2 separate regions of the Mus musculus genome follow, and region 2 is linked to region 1. A link is a contact called in public Hi-C data. All regions are on one chromosome and are shown on one strand. The core of a region is the stretch at or near the end of the contact, and the rest is flanking DNA. Distances in the headings are between cores, read along the strand shown.

Region 1 (4,967 bases), core at 1,389-3,888:
AACAGCCATGTCCTGGCAGGCTGGGCCAGGGTGAGAAGGTCACATGCCTGGAGAAGAGGTCAAGGCAAGGTCCGGACCTATTGGCAACCTGGGGTAATGAGTGACTGCACAGGCTGGAGAGGTAGCTTAGAGGGTAAGAGCACTGACTGCTCTTCCGAAGGTCCTGAGTTCTAATCCCGGCAACCACATGGTGGTGGCTCACAACCATCCGTAATGACATCTGACGCCCTCTGCTGATGTGTCTATAGACAGCTGCAGTGTACTTACATATAATAATAAATAAATCTTTGGGCTAGAGTGAGCAGGGCCAGAGCGATCAGAGGTCCTGAGTTCAATTCCTAGCAACCACATGATAGCTCACAACTACATCTGTACAGCTACAGTGTACTCATATACATAAAATAAATAAATAGATCTTGAGAGAGAGAGGAGCACAGCTTTGGAGAATTCCACAAGGGAGGGAGGAAATGAGAAGAGCTCTCCCCAGGATCCCTGGACCTGGGACTCTGTCTCCCACAGATACTGGGGTGAATTCCTCCAGTGAGACTTATGTGGAAATTAACCAAACTTATAGCTTTGACAGATCACTTGAGTTTAGGAGCAAAACTAGTTTGCCAAAATGATTCTTTTCTCTTTAATTAAAACCCTTTGTTAACTGCCAAGCTGCCACCTTCTTCCAAGACAGACAGGATTAGCTTATATCCATCACCCCGGGCAGACGGCCATCCAAAGAGACTAGGGTGTGTCCCAAGAGAGCAGAGACGGCGCCGTACAAATGACTCTGTCGACACAGGTTCAAGCATCTGGCAGATCAGATGAAAAGGTTTCTACAGGGCCCCTGGCGGCCCCTGTCCATGTCGGTTCTCTTGGGGGCCAGTGATAGGCATTAAGGAAGCACCCAGTGGAGACATCACTTAAGAAGGCAAAGCTCTAGCCCAACGGTGGTGGCACACGCCTTTAATGCCAGCACTCGGGAGGCAGAGGCAGGTGGATTTCTGAGTTTGAGGCCAGCCTGGTCTACAGAGTGAGTTCCAGGACAGCCAAGGCTACACAGAGAAACCCTGTCTTGAAAAACTAAAAAAAAAAAAAAACAGAAGGCAAAGCTCTGGCCCCCAGCTTGAGTCCGCTGAGCAAGGGCACTGGCTGAGGCTGATAGGGGATGCCAACAGGAACTACATCTGTGTCCCGAGAACTCTTGACATGACCATAGCCATTAGAACATAGAACAGGGCCAGGACCAAGGATAGATAAACCCAGAGCAACCATGCCACCCAGACCCAGCCTTTCTTACCACAGTGACCAGGCTACGGTGAATGGCTATCCTCAGTATGTTTTGGCAACAGGGTTTATCCTAAACCTGTCTTGTTTTGTTTTGTTTTGTTTTGTTTCTCCTTTGAAATATTCCGTTTCAGAAAGACTAGAATTGGGACACACACACACACACACACACACACACAGAGGCCCCTGTGTATACCACCAGCCCTGCCTCCCATCCTTCTGTGGCCACGCCTCCCACCATTCCATGACCACTCCCTCCCTCACTCCCTTGGCTATTGTAGCTAAACTTTGCATGGAGAGAGATAAATGGATATCTCCCTCCAGACAGGGTGCCAGCAACAGACCAAAGAGCCAACACCCCCAACGTCTACCTTAACTAATCATTACATTTAACTGGAGTTACTTATAGGAACATGAACAGTTTATGGGCAGCCACACCTCCAAAGAAGAGTGCCCCTAACTGTTCATCAATTATATCCTTCTCTCGAGTACACCCTCCTGAGCCGTACCCTATCAGGCCCACCAGCCTTGAGGGAATGTTAGTGGCCAAGGATCTTATGCAGATAGTTGGAACTGCTGATGATTTTGAGACGGCCATGGTCGTATCGTGCCCAGAGAGCAGAACTCCGCAGCAGATATAAAATACCGGTAAGCACCCCCTGACATGAACGAATGGCTAGACAAAAGAATAAGCAGGGTAAAGGGATGAATATCCAAAATTTTCCCAACAGAACCTCAGTTTTGCACCTCCCCCTAAAGATGCCTGCCCTTCAGGTGTGAACTGTCTCCAAGCAACACAGCATGGAAAGGGGAAGAGAGTTGCGTCACCGTGAAGACATCCACAAACTTCTTCAGGCCGTGACAGATCATAGGGACAGTACCATCTCATGATGCAATGAGACTGTGGCACCTTATTCTATGGCGTGTCCTCTGTGAAGTGGAGCTGGGAATAGGGGTGAGGTGTTCCACATATACACCTGAAAGCCTAGGTTAGGCTGATGGCTATCCACCAGGTAAGCTTCACTCCAGAGGGTGGATGCTGGCTCCCGCAGGGTGCAAATCAGCAGTGCCATCTAGGTGGCTTCCAAGGACCAGGAGATTGGGGGCAGGGTGAGTGGGGGTGAGGATTAGCTCTGGTATTCGAATAGGAGGCAGCCACACAGGTCTGTGAACGCTGCTCCCCAGCTAGTCAACCTAGATTTTCCACACGCTTTCTCTGTAAAGGAAAAAGGGAGGTAGAATTTCAAAACAAGCGGTTCCAAGACTCGCGCGGAGGCGAGGCGGGAGGGACACACCACCACCGCACTCCTGTCCATGCTGTGCTAACCTTGGTCCTCGCGCGCCCCCTGGTGCCCAAAGTTCGCTCTTGCAGACTGCGCGGTTGATCGGCCCGCGGTGCGCAGCGACCTCGCGTGGACACACACGGTCACCACCTGCCGCTGCCTCCTACAGCCAGGAGCTGATTGTGACATTCATAGACCAGTGGTGACCAGCTACAGAGGATACCAGGCTAGTTCCTGCAAAGTTACAAGTAGACATCGGGGACAGAGAAGCTGAGTTAGCACAGGAAAGCCCGCATTGCCTACCATTACCCGCCTTGGGGTTGAGGAGTGACCGCTCCCCCAAGCCGTGTCTGGACACCAAGGGCCTTCAACAGTCAAGGACAGGGACTCCAGTCAGTCAGGCCGGGATCCAACCTTGTCCTGACACTAACATCTCAGAACTAGGCTAGAACTGGGCCAGCTAGGCAGCCACACAGGGAGCAATTGGACATCCCTGGACCATCGGGGATCCAACAGTGTGGGGATGAGCCCTCCAGAGTGGCCCATTTCCCAACTTACTGCTCCAGGAGCAGGCTGTGTTAATGGGGCATGCACTCATCTCTGCAGACCTTCAAACCACAGGCAATGCTGGTTTCTTGCAGCTGTGCATCCTCCCTTGTGCATACCAAGGCCTTGAGGAGAAAGAATGTAGATCAAAACTCAAAGGAGGTGCCAATCAGCGCTGGGGGAAACTAGCACCCAGAGGGTTACTTTCTAATTCATGTAGTAGCTATCTGTCGAGGTGCCTGGTCAGGGATCATCTGTTTGGTCCTGTGTTTGGGAACTCAAGCCTATGCTCCCGGCTGCTGGAAGTGCACACCCCACCTTCTGTAGAGTTATCCTCAGCTTTGGCTTCTCTTATGCCAATGAAGAAGATCCAGCCCCTCTCATCCTCTACCTACCATTGACCTGGACCCTTGAGAACTACAACTGTCCTCCCCCTCAAGCTACATAATTGGACTATAACTCCACATCCTGTCGGGGATACGAGGTCAATTGGAAGCATGGCTGGAGATCTAGGGTCAAATCCCAGCTACACCAAGTACTGTGACCTTGTGCAGTTTGTTTAACCTATTCCCCCCTCTACCGTAGTGTTGAGACAGCAGTGACTCCCGATGAATTGAGTGCTTGGGTCACTGCCTGACAATACCATGTGTGTTGGCTGTTTTAAACCAGCTATAGGTATAAAGTGTGCTCTGTCAGGAAGGATCCCTGAACAAGGCTTCCCCCATGACAAGTGGCACTGACAGTCAAATGCAGAGTCCATGAACTCCTTGGTCAGGTGTAGGGAGAGAGCCACAGAAGATCCCAGCAGGCTAGCCCATTCTCCACCATGACACATGATGGGAAGAATCTTTGCCTGTGGCCTGAGCATCCCCAGGCTGTGCACGCAGAGGACTCTGATGCTGTCGCCCCCAACCTCCTGTCTCACTTCTAGATTCACCATAGGTGCAGCAGCTTGGTAGCAGAGCTTTCTTGATGGCAGTAGGACCATATCCCAGTATAGAATCCTAGTGCACCATGATGCATGGAAGCTCAGGTCCAGAGCAAGACCCAACAAGGTCACAGGGTAAGTGGTATAGCTGGGATTTGGCCCTGGGTCTCCTGGCTCCTAAGGCCCCTCCTCACCCTACCCCCAGGATGTGAGGAGTCAACAGCTCACTTGTGTATCTTGAGAGACACGACAGTTACAGTACTCCAGGATCAAGGCCGACGGTGGTCAAAGGGTGTGAAGAAACCACAGGCTACACCCGGCAGAGGTGTCAGCTCAACAACCACATCTCCCTATCAAGTGGCAGTGATGTTGCAGAGAGCAAGAACATCCTGAGCACGGCAGCCCCAGAGCTTGCGACTTTGGTGAGATGCGTGTCTTGTTTATACTAACCCTCCCCTTTCACCAAGATACCGGAAGCAACCCACCCACTCACAGTCCGTGTCCTGCTCATCCCACACCAAAGGAAGAGTGTGAAGGGGGCACGCAGACCAAGCTAGACCCACTCAGTGCAGTATTCCCACCGTTCATTCCCACAGAGGCTATGCTAGACAAGTGTGCCTTATACAAGTTAAGCATTCTTGTGCTGTGTTTAAGAATCACTGTGCAGGTCGAATCCACTGTCTCCTGCGTGAGATACGTTTCGACCCGGAGCGTGATTCTTGGGTGCACGCCAAATCGGGAATTGAGTGGGGGTTTCCCCACTGGGTTCTTTCATTTGGAGGTCCCACCGAGATCTGTGTGACACCCAGGAACCCCGAAAGACCCCTTGGAGGTATGTTTGTTTCTGTGTGTCTTACATGTTGTCTGTTGTCTAAGTGTGGCACCGCTGAATTTGTGTCTTGGTTTGTGAATTTGTGCCTTGGTTTTTCAGA
Region 2 (4,967 bases), core at 1,695-4,194, 530 kb before region 1:
TTTTGAGAAAATAAGTCAAGCAGTTCCAGAGGCTTGTCAGCTGTGCTAGTTCTCAACGGTTTCCAGAGGAAGCTTTGATCTACGTTATGAAAAGAGGTGCTGCGGGCAGAAGGAATGGAAGCAGACAAAGGCTGGAGCAGGTCGGCACAGTAACTCTGCCAGCATTGCTAACAGCTGTACCCACTGAGCCCCTGGTGTGTCCCACTCAGGAGGTCAGTGGGCACATGTCTGGGGGATCACAAAGGTCTGGTTTACACTGCTCTATGGCAGCCACACCCTAAGAGTCCTCTATAAGAAAATAGATAAAGGGGAGTTGACAGCCACGAGAACCTGTTGGTTTTACTGTCATGGAGTGTGGCGTGCACAGCCCCGCTTAGCATTTCATTTGCCTTGGCTGCAAATGCAACATGGGACGTTTGTTTGAAAATTAATGCAGCCTGTGATTTTTAAAAATGTCTCCTCGCATTTAAAGAATGCCATGAAATGTATATTAGTTTATGTCAAAGGAAACACAGAAACTGTTCCTGTCTAAGAACTAGACCACATGTGTAATGCCCAAGAGCTGTCTCCCTGAGACGATGCCAGAGAAAAGTATGGATGTCATCCTGTCCTGCCACCACCATCTGCTCCAAAGCCACCCCAAACCTTCCTCACAGGTCTGTGGACTTGATTCCAGTGGTGAAGTGGAATCTCCTCTGGCTGGAGGTTTCTGTTCTGGTCAGGCCACTTGGTTCAGACGCCAGCGTTGGGCAGAGGTGTTGAAATGGGAGAAGCTAGAGAAGATGAAGATGCTGGAGAAGGTGGGCATAGTGGAGGTGGTAGTAATTGTGAGGAGGTGGCCAAGGTAGGAATAATCAGAAAGCTGGCATGAACATGAGGCTCAAGTCTAAGCACAGGGTAGGACTGGCAGAATCACCTCACCCAGGAAGCTCCTCCGCACTGGGTGAATGGTTACCAATGTTGCCTCTTAGGAACTGATGAAGACTGGGAGGTGAGGCATGGGGTCCCAGCACACACTGGCATTTTGGCTGGTCCATCAGTGGAGAAGCTTACTTAGAGAAACATTTCGTTGTCACCATATCTGATTCGCCTTTCTGAGTCCTACGTGATGAGCTTCCTGCCTCTGGTGCACACTCAATACAGGCTCCATCTTCCCCACCAGACTCCTAGCTCCCTCCCCCTTTCACACCCCCCTGTTGCCCCCTCCCTCTTCCTCTGCTAGCTTCTTATATGTTTGTGAAGCTGTTGTGAGGGCTCCTTCCTCATCTCTGCTTCTACTTACTGGGTCTCTTTATCTTTTTTCATAGTTAAAAGTCAAGGCTGATTTTTTTAACTTTGGAGTCAAATCCAAGTATGGACCATGGAGACAGTGGAATGGGTAGAATCACTCAGATGATCTGTCCTGCGTGACCCCAAGTTATCTCCAGCACAGGACACAATTGACTCAAGATTGAGAACCATCCTTCACTTTTGTAAGTCACAGAAACCCTTGACTTGTTGCAAAAAAAGGGGGACTCAGTATCTGCCTGCCTGCAGCTCCAGATCTGTTTGCACATCTCTGTCTTGTTCTTATGCTGTACCTTATAGCCTGTGACTCCCATTTTGGTATTGAGATGTGAGGAGTGCCATAGAGAAACTGGGGACTTAGAGTCTTGTGGAGGAGATTCCAAGTAGACAAAGAGGAGGTAGAAGCATTGTCAGAAAGTTATTCAAAGGTCTTGAAGGAGCACTGTGTAAAATACAGTGTTGATAATAATAACCATTTGTTGAATGAATGAGCAAATGTGATAAATGATGGGTACATGAATGGATGAATGGTGGGTGGATGTATGTATGAACAGATGGATGGATGATGGGTGAATAAATGGATATATGGATGATGAATGGGTGAGTGGATGGATGAGTGGATGAATGACGGATGGATAGTGTATGAGTAGTTGGATTAATGGTGGGCTGTTGAGTGATTGATGAATAAATGAGTGTATGTGTGGATGTATGGTTGATGAAGGGTAGATGGATGGGTAGCCAGAAGGTGAATATATGATTGAGAAATGTGTGAATAGATGGATGAATGATAGATAAATAGGTGGGCAGATGAATGAAGGGATGGATGTTGGATGGGTAAGTAGATGAATGGAATGATGAGTGGATGGATGGGTGGATGGATGGATGGATGGATAGAAGATGGACAGATGGATGAATGGATAGGACTTTCATGTACTCTGTAAACATCTATTGAATGAAATGAATGGGTGTTGCCTTTGAGATGACAACATTGTTAAAGGAGTGCCCACCTCTTGCCTGCAAGTCTCAGGTACTTAGGCAAGCAATAGAACAGATCTGGAAAAGACCCAAATACAATAGAAAAGCAAAAATTGTCTCCCGGTCCCCAAATTTTACAAATCAAGTGACAGCTATCAGGAACAAGAAGAGAAGGTCTTGCTAATCTCTGTTGAGGAACCAGAAAGGCTTTCAGTCCTTACATGGTGTTAGGAGGTGGAAGTCAGTGGTGACTGAGTTCCTTCTTGTACCTCATGTGTGGTAGGAGGGTGTCCTGTTGTGCCCAGAGGCAGGACATAGGAGGGCAATATTCCTCATCTGCTCAAAGCTGACCTGTGTTGAAATTGAGTCTCTTCATGCCTATTTGGAAGTACATGATTGAGAAAAGCAATTTCAGCAGTATTTATGGGTGTCAGCACTCTGAGTTACTGCCATCCTTCATCTCAGAAATAGCTTTGCACCATTTACTGACAAGCTGCAGATTGACAGGGATGCTTCACTTTTCTTCCAAGACCCTCTGTTGGGAGTCACTCTGCTCTGTGTGGATTCTAGGACTCAGAAGGTGAATTTCAAGCAAGTCACTTGCATTCTTCTGGCATGGCTCTGCCTCCAGCCTCCCACATAGGGAGATTTACACATTTTTTTACAGGAAAGAAAACATGCCAAAGAGATGCAAACTGATTTGCATAGGTAATTGGGCTGGGATAATGCAAAGCTAGAACAAAGGCATGGAGCTCCTCCAAGCTGGGAATTTAAACCTTGCTTCCCAGCGGGAATTCTTATCCCATGGAGGACTCTGGTTCTCGGGGACTGTGTGGATATGCTGGCCACGGAGCTGAGAAGTGTTCTCTGTGGCATGGGGTGGACACAGAGCCTGGACACAGGTCTTTTAGTGCAACGGATATACCAGTACAGGTTGGAAAATGTCATCCCAGGACTACTGCCTAAAACCTCTGTTTGTCTCTCCTGGGTCACTGTAGCCACACACAGGGTAGGTGACATCATAAACATCCTCTCTTGTGGCGCTGGAGACAGAAGTATGAAGTGAGTAGGCAGAGTGCTTGATAGACATTCCCAGGAGTGCCTGCTGATCCAAGCCTTGTCCAGTTCCTGTTGGCTCCTTAGCTGGACCACCACTCCAGTATCTGTTTCAGGCCTCTGGTGGCTCTTCCTGTGTGGCTCTCTCTCTTCTTGTTATGAGCAACTTTACCTAATTTCATCACCAAAGATCCCTTTGAAAATCAGGTCACATTCATGTTTGGGAGTATAGTGCTGCGACTACTCTCAGGGCCACCACTTGCCCACTAGAGAACGTGACAATTTCGTGCATTAAGACTGGTCACACACAGAACCATGCTTCTCCAGCATGCAAGGATCCGGGCTCCTTGAGCCCTCTGCATGCTTCAGGCTGGCTCCTTCATGCGGGGTGGGGGTGGGGAGTCTGCTGCCTTTCCAAGAAACACACACACACACACACACACACACACACACACACACACTTTCTTCTTATTCTCTGAACAATCTGGTACAATAGCAGTTTGCACAGTCCCTACACAGTGAATCATTTGGAGACAGTTGGAAGGACACCTGATGGTTTTGAGGCACATGCTATGCCTGGAGCATCTGAGGATATGGGCATCTGTATTACCAGTGGACATAGTGGGCATCGGCTCCTTCCAAGAAGCCCTGAAGAAATTGCCCTGAGAATCTCACAAGTCACGTCAACTACCTGTGGATGAATGACCTTGAGGCAAAAGGAGAGAGACTTGGGCCAGAAGCAGAATGGATCGACCTCGAAAGGGGAGTGAAGAGCAGGGTCTATATTAAAATCAGAGGGGAAGTCTGAGAGCTAGGTAATGGTAGGAACCCCAGGGCAGACAGGAGATTGAGGGATTCAGGGGCTTTGGCAGTGGGCTGTTCCCAGAGCTGCCTGTCACCTATAGCAGGCACATGTCTGTTGTCCCATTTCTCTGTCCTCCCATTTTGGTTAGTCCCATGGCAACAGAAAAGATAAGCCCTAACTAAATATGCATTTTTTTTTCCTAAAGGAAGAGGATAAGAAACATAGTCTTCTCAGCTAACTTGCAAGTGTTATTCATTCTCTTTTCTCCTGATCTGACTGGGCTCATTCCCAGATGTGGAGCAGATGAAGCCATTGTACTCCACTGACCCAAGGCCAACTTGTAACGCTGTCTCAAGCCAGCACCCCAATGTGCAAGGTCTGGCTCTACAGGGCAGATATCTCTAGTCACAGCTGGGCCTGAGCAATCTGTTCCGGTGGCACTGGTCCAGCTGCTGCAGGTCTCAGCTCAGTTCAATTTCAGGATGCTGGGAGACTCTCATAGCCATTCACAGGCAAGGAGGAGAGCTGTGGGCTGCTCCACAGAGAATTGACAAGGAAGCTGAGACTGGCTCTTGAGCCTTACAGGATTCTACGGTTTCTTGCTGTGCAAATTCAAGCCATTTGCAGGGCTGCCATGGTCTTTAGAAAAACAGCCTTCCTGCAGGTAAAATGACAAGCTTCCATCTGCAGGGAAGAGCTTTTGTTCAGGTGCCAGACCCAAGAGGCAAGAGAGTTATGTGCATAACCTGAGCTCCTGGAGGCTTTCCTACTTTTTTGGGGGTGAGGCCACTACCCCAAGAGGCAGAGTGGAGCAGAGGTGCTAAAAGCTAAAAACATGGTAAGA

What was found. A called contact is a pair of places that touch in the nucleus more often than the background predicts.
Region 2: a Hi-C map of cortical neurons shows a contact between it and region 1, with 4 times the contacts expected there. The contact joins two enhancer-like sites. A contact is called at or near these places in 1 of 15 datasets of contacts at CTCF or cohesin (large pre-B cells) and 1 of 484 Hi-C or Micro-C datasets (cortical neurons).

What each region holds. Positions count from the first base shown.
Region 1 is chr7:137,476,137-137,481,103 of GRCm38.p6, reverse strand. No RefSeq gene overlaps it. Among named protein-coding and RNA genes, the nearest start is that of Glrx3, 41 kb to the right of the region's middle. Within about 2 kb of position 2,638, at least 23 of the 459 cell types and tissues checked have an H3K27ac peak or open chromatin away from gene starts, as enhancers often do. A contact at or near this core is called in cortical neurons, where this site is marked.
Region 2 is chr7:138,006,753-138,011,719 of GRCm38.p6, reverse strand. No RefSeq gene overlaps it. Among named protein-coding and RNA genes, the nearest start is that of Gm25798, 92 kb to the left of the region's middle. Within about 2 kb of position 2,944, at least 8 of the 459 cell types and tissues checked have an H3K27ac peak or open chromatin away from gene starts, as enhancers often do. A contact at or near this core is called in cortical neurons, where this site is marked.